Linked DNA regions of Sorghum bicolor: region 2 is linked to region 1. A link is a contact called in public HiCAR-type data. All regions are on one chromosome and are shown on one strand. Each heading gives the region's core, a stretch centred on a gene start, on an enhancer-like site or on the middle of the called end of the contact. The rest is flanking DNA. Distances are from core to core; before and after follow the strand shown.

The links. HiCAR-type assays count read pairs that join an accessible place to other places.
Region 2: a contact with region 1 is called in a HiCAR-type map of leaf, with 2.3 times the contacts expected there. The contact joins the promoter of LOC8083897 here to the promoter of LOC8056357 in region 1. A contact is called at or near these places in 1 of 4 Hi-C or Micro-C datasets (leaf mesophyll) and 1 of 1 datasets of contacts at active chromatin or transcription factors (leaf).

What each region holds. Positions count from the first base shown.
Region 1 is chr2:70,973,174-70,976,551 of Sorghum_bicolor_NCBIv3, reverse strand. It overlaps LOC8056357 (calcium-dependent protein kinase 20), which reads left to right and starts at 1,739. Exons shown (of 8, transcript XM_002463002.2): 1 at 1,739-2,611; 2 at 2,952-3,075; 3 at 3,241-3,378. The coding sequence starts at 2,069.
Region 2 is chr2:71,092,062-71,095,439 of Sorghum_bicolor_NCBIv3, reverse strand. It overlaps LOC8083897 (remorin 4.1), which reads left to right and starts at 1,555. Exons shown (of 2, transcript XM_002463007.2): 1 at 1,555-2,462; 2 at 2,602-3,202. The coding sequence starts at 1,716. The coding sequence ends at 2,796.

The DNA.
Region 1 (3,378 bases), core at 490-2,989:
TAGTACTAGGCTACTACTGTTCCATCACTGTGATTCGCTGGACAGACACGGACCGGTTTTCCCAATCCTTTGGAGGCCACGATGTACCGTCACGGGTGGGGTTTCTGCTTTTGTCGTTATGCTGCTGCACGGGTACTCTCGGGGTAGGGTAGGCTGGTCGCCAAAGCGCACGCACCTCTTGTCCGTCGCCAACTCGCGGCATGCCATGCCGTGACCGTGAGAACAAGGCAGGCAGACAGGGCGACGGCGCCGATGTGTGCGGGCGCTGCCTGCATATGCAGTGCCACGGCAAAAATCGCCCCGCCAAAACAGAAATGCCACGTCCACGTACGGCGTCCGTGTCGCACGACACGATCCGCGCCGGCTCACTCACGGACGTAGCGAGACGGTGAGGTGTGAACGGGCGGGCCGTGGCGTCCCTTTCCCGGTGGTTCCCGCTGCCATCGGCGCTTTTACGGCCGGGCAGCAGTCCCGCTCGCACGGCCCCGCGCCTCGCGACGGGTCGACGAGACGCCGGGACATCAATGCCTGGTTCCCGTCGACGCCGACCCGTGATCGGCGATCGCTAGCTTTGCTTGCCGCGAGTCCGCGACCGCGGGCGGTGTGCGTGTGCGTGTGCGTGCGACCTCCGGCGGGTGCTGACGAACGGGCCGCTTACGGCGAAACGGGAGGACAGCAGTACCACGCACACTGCTACTGACACGGGCAGTGCGGTGATATCCGATGAGCAGGAGGAAAGTAGGGGCAGGTCCGGGCTTAATCCCTGCCATGCTGACGGCGTTCAAGTCGCGTTTATGGCTGCTGAACGGGTGCCTAACACACAAGGTACCATTAAGTTGGGGTTTACTCAAAGTGGAACGCGGTGTGTGAATTGTAATTAATGGATGAAATGAAAAATGGTTAAGGCATCTTGAATGGCAAAGGGGAAAAAACATGACCACGAAGATCATATGAAAGCTAAATCAGAATCTCTGAAGTCCAACACGATCATCCAGAAATATCTATCAAACAACCCCATTCTAAAACCCTACTCAAAAGTTTTGGAGGAATTGCAGGAACTCTTGCGTTCTAAGCAAGTCCCTGCGTAACCAACCCACAACATATGCTATTGTCATAGCGTCAAAGTAGCTGGTCTCACTCTCGCGGTCTCGCCCTTTTGCTTTGAGCTGGAAGAACCAAGTGAAGAAACTTCCCACAGGATAGACGCATTTCTATTTGGTTTGACAATAAAATGCTCACGAGACACTCTTCGATCTGGCGATTCCTCTACACGTTTCGTTGGACACAGCACAGCAGCAACGCCCCCCACTTGAGCCAGGAAATCCGTTCGCCGCTTAAAACGCTGTAGCGCTACGCTTTTGCCACCATCAAAACGTCGACCTGTCCGCTATGATTAGGCGGCCGAGATTGCACGAATCCTGCGCAATGTCATTTTAAATCCCCTCTCACCTAACCTCCTTTTTCGTCCAGTCCTCTTCACTCTTCCAACAAAGTCTCCTTCTCCCGTAACGCCATTAAATATTTATAGTCACTAGCAGAATTTAGATAATTCATCGGAACAAAAATTGAATTGAAGTGAATTTCAAAAAATTACGAACGAGAAGATAAAATAAAATGACAGCGAGAGGAGAAAAAGAAAAGAAAGACGCGAGGGAGGAAGGGGAAAAGGCGTGAGCGAGGGTCGTGTTTGACCACCACCTCCCCTTCTCCGCTCGTCTCGTCTCCCACCTTCCTTCCCCGTTGCCTCCCCTCCCCCCTCCGCGGCCCCGTCGCTGCTGGGCTTGGCTTTACCACTGGCGGGTTCCCACTCGGGGGCCAGACGCCGCCACCGCTGACTCCGTCTACACCGAATCCCCCCCGCGCGATTTAACCCCTCTCGCCTCGCCTCGCCTCGCCGTCTCCGCTTCCCTACAACGCGCACACCAAACGCGCACGCGCTGTTCGTTCCTCGGCCGCTCTCTCCATCTCCGCCCTTCTCCTCCCCCCTCACAGATCTCCGCGGGCCGTGCGGTTCCTTGACTCGCCTACTCCGGGGCTGTCGGATCTCCACGGCGGCTAGGGAGGAGGGATGGGCAACTGCTGCGTGACGCCGAAAGGAGCCGCCGACGCCGGCGGCGGCAAGAAGAAGTCCAAGGAGCCCAAGGAGCCGAAGCAGAAGAAGGGCAAGAAGCCCAACCCCTTCTCGATCGAGTACAACCGCGCGGCGCCGGCGAGCGCGCCCAGGCTGGTGGTGCTGCGGGAGCCCACGGGGCGGGACATCGCGGCGCGGTACGAGCTCGGCGCCGAGCTCGGGCGCGGCGAGTTCGGTGTCACCTACCTCTGCACCGACCGCGCCTCGGGGGAGGCGCTGGCCTGCAAGTCCATCTCCAAGAAGAAGCTCCGCACCCCCGTCGACATCGAGGACGTGCGCCGGGAGGTGGAGATCATGCGCCACCTCCCCAAGCACCCCAACGTCGTCACGCTCAGGGACACCTACGAGGATGACAATGCCGTGCACCTCGTCATGGAGCTCTGCGAGGGCGGGGAGCTCTTCGACCGCATCGTGGCGCGGGGACACTACACTGAGCGCGCTGCCGCCTTGGTCACACGCACTATCGTCGAGGTCGTGCAGGTGAGATTTTGTTTCGATACATAGTAGAATCATTACTATTGGACAGCAAAATTACAAATGAATGTCGTTATATGTGTTTCAGTTACTCTCATTATGCCTCGTGGGGTCAGTTTCTAGTCATCACTAATATGATAGCTTTCTCAATAGTTGATTCGATAGGTTATGTAGTAGTAAATGTTTAGCTGTGTCCACTCTGGCTACTAATTTAGACTATCATTCCTTGGCTAACATCTTGTAATTAGATTGTTTGTAATTTCATTTCTTCAGTCTTTAACTCGTTTATAATCAGAACGATGAGATGAGTTAACTTGTTCATCTGTTATGTCTTGTACAATGTCAGATGTGCCATAAGCATGGAGTGATGCACAGGGATCTCAAACCAGAAAATTTCTTGTTTGCGAACAAGAAAGAATCAGCGGCCCTTAAGGCCATTGATTTTGGCCTGTCTGTATTTTTCACTCCAGGTGCAGTTTATGTTCCTTTATCTATTTGTCATTTTGCTCCATCAGTCATTGTCGATGATGTCATCTTGTTGACAGTATGATCACTGGACTGTGGTGGCCTGTCTTATCTCTTTTGCTTCTTGGTTGCATGGCATATGTTGAAGTACTGAATTTGAATTTGTGTAGGCGAACGGTTTACTGAGATTGTTGGAAGTCCTTATTACATGGCTCCAGAGGTGCTAAAGAGAAACTATGGCCCAGAGGTTGATGTTTGGAGTGCAGGAGTGATTCTGTACATTCTTCTTTGTGGTGTCCCCCCATTCT
Region 2 (3,378 bases), core at 306-2,805, 120 kb before region 1:
CACGAGACGAATCTTTTAAGCCTAGTTACTCCATGATTAGACAATGTTTGTCAAATAAAAACGAAAATGCTACAGTGTCAAAATCCAAAAACTTTTTGCATCTAAACAAGGCCTTAGTTCACCCCGAAATCCAAAAAGTTTTCAAGATTCTCTGTCACATCGAATCTTGCGACACATGCATGAAGCATTAAATATAGACGAAAACAAAAACTAATCACACAGTTTAACTGTAAATCACGAGACGAATTTTGACTCCAGTTAGTCTATGATTGGACAATATTTACCATAAACAAACGAAAGTACTACTGTTTCGAAAACTTTTCAGTTTTCGAAACTAAACAAGGCCTCTGCCTCTCTCTCTCTCTCTCTCAGGTCTCAACGACGCCTCCCACACCTGACTGACGGGTTTGTTCGTTTCGTTTGCTCTTCTGACTGACAGCCAACTACTACTCCACCTCAATTTTCCATTCGCAAAAGATGCTTCCACCAGACGTATCTCCCTCCCCCGATATTGGCAGGGCCCACGCCTTGTCTGCGCCTACCGGTACTGTACCGGGTTATTCAATTAAACAGTAATGGGTGTCATTTATTATCGGTGAAACAGGAAGCAGAGCTATCGGAGGGTCCGGGCCCACGCGGGGTTAACGCTAATTCCGCACCGCCTCTGCGTCCGTCATTGTTTCACCGGTCAGTGCATACATGCGGTCAATTTCCGCCATAGGCAAAGCCACTTTGATCGTGTGACGGTGACGTGTGTTACCACGGCCGACCACGTCTCTAATCCCCATAATAACGGAATATCTCTTTCTTTCTTCCTTTTCTATCCGGCTGGTACGTGAATAGGAGCTGTAAAAAGGAGGCGTCACAAAAATTACCCTCCCCAGTTTATCTGAAATCATATCACTGTAGTACGTATGTGGTAACGGATGGTTTCGGCTGTGCGGCTGCTCCTTGTTCCTTACCGATGAGAGGCTGTGGAGCTTTCATGCGTGTGCCACAAATTAAAAACCTTGCTCTTGCGGCGAGTGGTTAAAAATTAACCGAAATTCGGTCAAACACAAAATCATCGCAGAGTGGCTTAATAATTCAGTTACGTCTCAATTTGCTCGGATATGATCACACACACGCTACTCATATCTACGCACCGCCGCTACCGGAAGCACCGTCACTGGAATGTTCGCCAATGATACCTACCCATTGCATATCGATAACGAAAACAACTCGACGTGCGCGCAAGCGTATCCAACACCCAAAAGCTCGTAAACAAACCGAGGGACGACGATAATGAAATCCACTGGAATTAGTAGGGGAGGAAGAGATCGGTGGTGTGAGTCAGCGCACTTTGCCCACGCGACCCGTGCCCCTCACAAAAATAAGGAATACTAGCTTTTCTGATCTCAAAATAAACATCAAATCTGCTCCCGGTGCCGATTGAGAAAGCGAGACGAAGGTCACGAAAAAAGCCGCGAGAAATGGACGTAAATTTGGGAAATATCCAGGACGGCCAACGGTCCTGTTCCTGTGTTGGTTCGACTCTCCCCGCTGCCACCGCCTCCCAAGCTCCGGCTTCTATTTAAGAAGGCGTCCCCCGCCACCATCCTACTCACCACACACCACCACCGGAGTCCACCCAAAGCATTCGATCTCCGACGAGCCGCAGATGGTTTCGCGGCCGCTAGAGGCTTAGCGTTGAGGAGGAGGAAGCAGTGTGCCACATGTTGGGTGAACAGACGGCGGCTAGCACTAGCAGCAGCAGCGGCAGCGGCAGCGGCAGCGTCGAGCATCAGGAGAGGATCGTCGAGGACAGGCGGTTGCAGCCGGTGGGGGAGAACGAGGAGGAGGAGGAGGAGTTCAGGGACATCCACGCGCTGAGCCCGCCGCCGACGCCGAGCCAGCCGTCGTCGTACCGCCTCCGGGCGTCGTGGGGGTCAGCCGCGGGCGGGAGCAGGCACACGTCCATCCGCTCCGTCGGGAGCGACACCGCACCCAGCGAGCCCTTCCCGACTATGAGCAGGGAGTTCTCGGCCATGGTCGCCGCCGCAGCCAACGCCGCAGCCAGCGCCAACTCCAACGGTGACGTCGTCGACAGGGACGTCGTGGACGCCATGGGCAGGAGCAGGATCGGGGAGGCCGAGGAGGAGCTGGAGGAGACCAACCCGCTGGCCATCGTGCCCGACAGCAACCCCATCCCGTCGCCGCGCCGGGGCCCGCCCACCCCTGGAGGCGCCGACGTCGCGCTGATGGCCGCCAACGGCCACGGCCATGGCCACGGCAACAGCAACGGCGAAGGTGGGATGTCCGTGGGGCAGGTCAAGAAGGAGGAGGTGGAGTCCAAGATCGCCGCGTGGCAGATCGCCGAGGTGGCCAAGGTCAACAACCGCTTCAAGCGCGAGGAGGTCGTCATCAACGGCTGGGAGGGCGACCAGGTCGAGAAGGCCAGCGCCTGGCTCAAGAAATACGAGGTAATCCATCGATCTATAATAGCTTCACTGACCAACATATACTCTCCTACAAAACCAGCAAATCCCCCCAATCGATCAAGTATCTGAATTGTTCAGTTCTGATAGAAATGCATGTATTTGTATGGTATGGCATGTGCAGAGGAAGCTGGAGGAGAAGCGTGCCAAGGCGATGGAGAAGGCGCAGAACGAGGTGGCCAAGGCGCGGCGGAAGGCGGAGGAGAAGCGCGCGTCGGCGGAGGCCAAGCGGGGCACCAAGGTGGCGCGGGTGCTGGAGCTCGCCAACTTCATGAGGGCCGTGGGGAGGGCGCCATCCACCAAGCGCTCCTTCTTCTGAACTCACTCCCCCCACAACGGCGGCCACCGGCCTCCCCTCTTCTTCAGCAATTTCCTCTGCCCCCGCCTGCTCTGCTCGTCGCCGCCGGTACAGTTCAGTTGTTCGTTGGGAATGGATCGTTCACCGCTTCACTACACCGGGATCTGACAGAGTGATCAGTGCCGTGCTAGCTGTGTGGAACGCTTGTTTTAGTGTTGTATCCACCACATGTATGATTTGTAAACCCTTTTTTTTCCTGTTTCTCCTGTTTTGTGTTTCATATGGTATGGTATTGCAAAGTCCATATACCATAAGAAGGATGTGCTCTGCCCGAGTCTTGAGGGCAAGAGCTGCCTGTATTTTGTTGGAATTTTGTCATCAACAGTTGTGTATGTCAATATGAACAAGATATGATGTCCATTATCAACGGTTGTGTATTTTGTTGGAATCTTGTTTTTCGTTTCTGTTCTTTGTTTCTTTCCTTCGCTGCTGTGAAGCTTCGATACTCCCAGCAATGTCTACCTAAATGTTTAAGTGCTCAACGGCAAAAATTGACGATTCTTGCAAGCCCTATGGCTATGGGCGGAAGAGTGTTACTGTTTT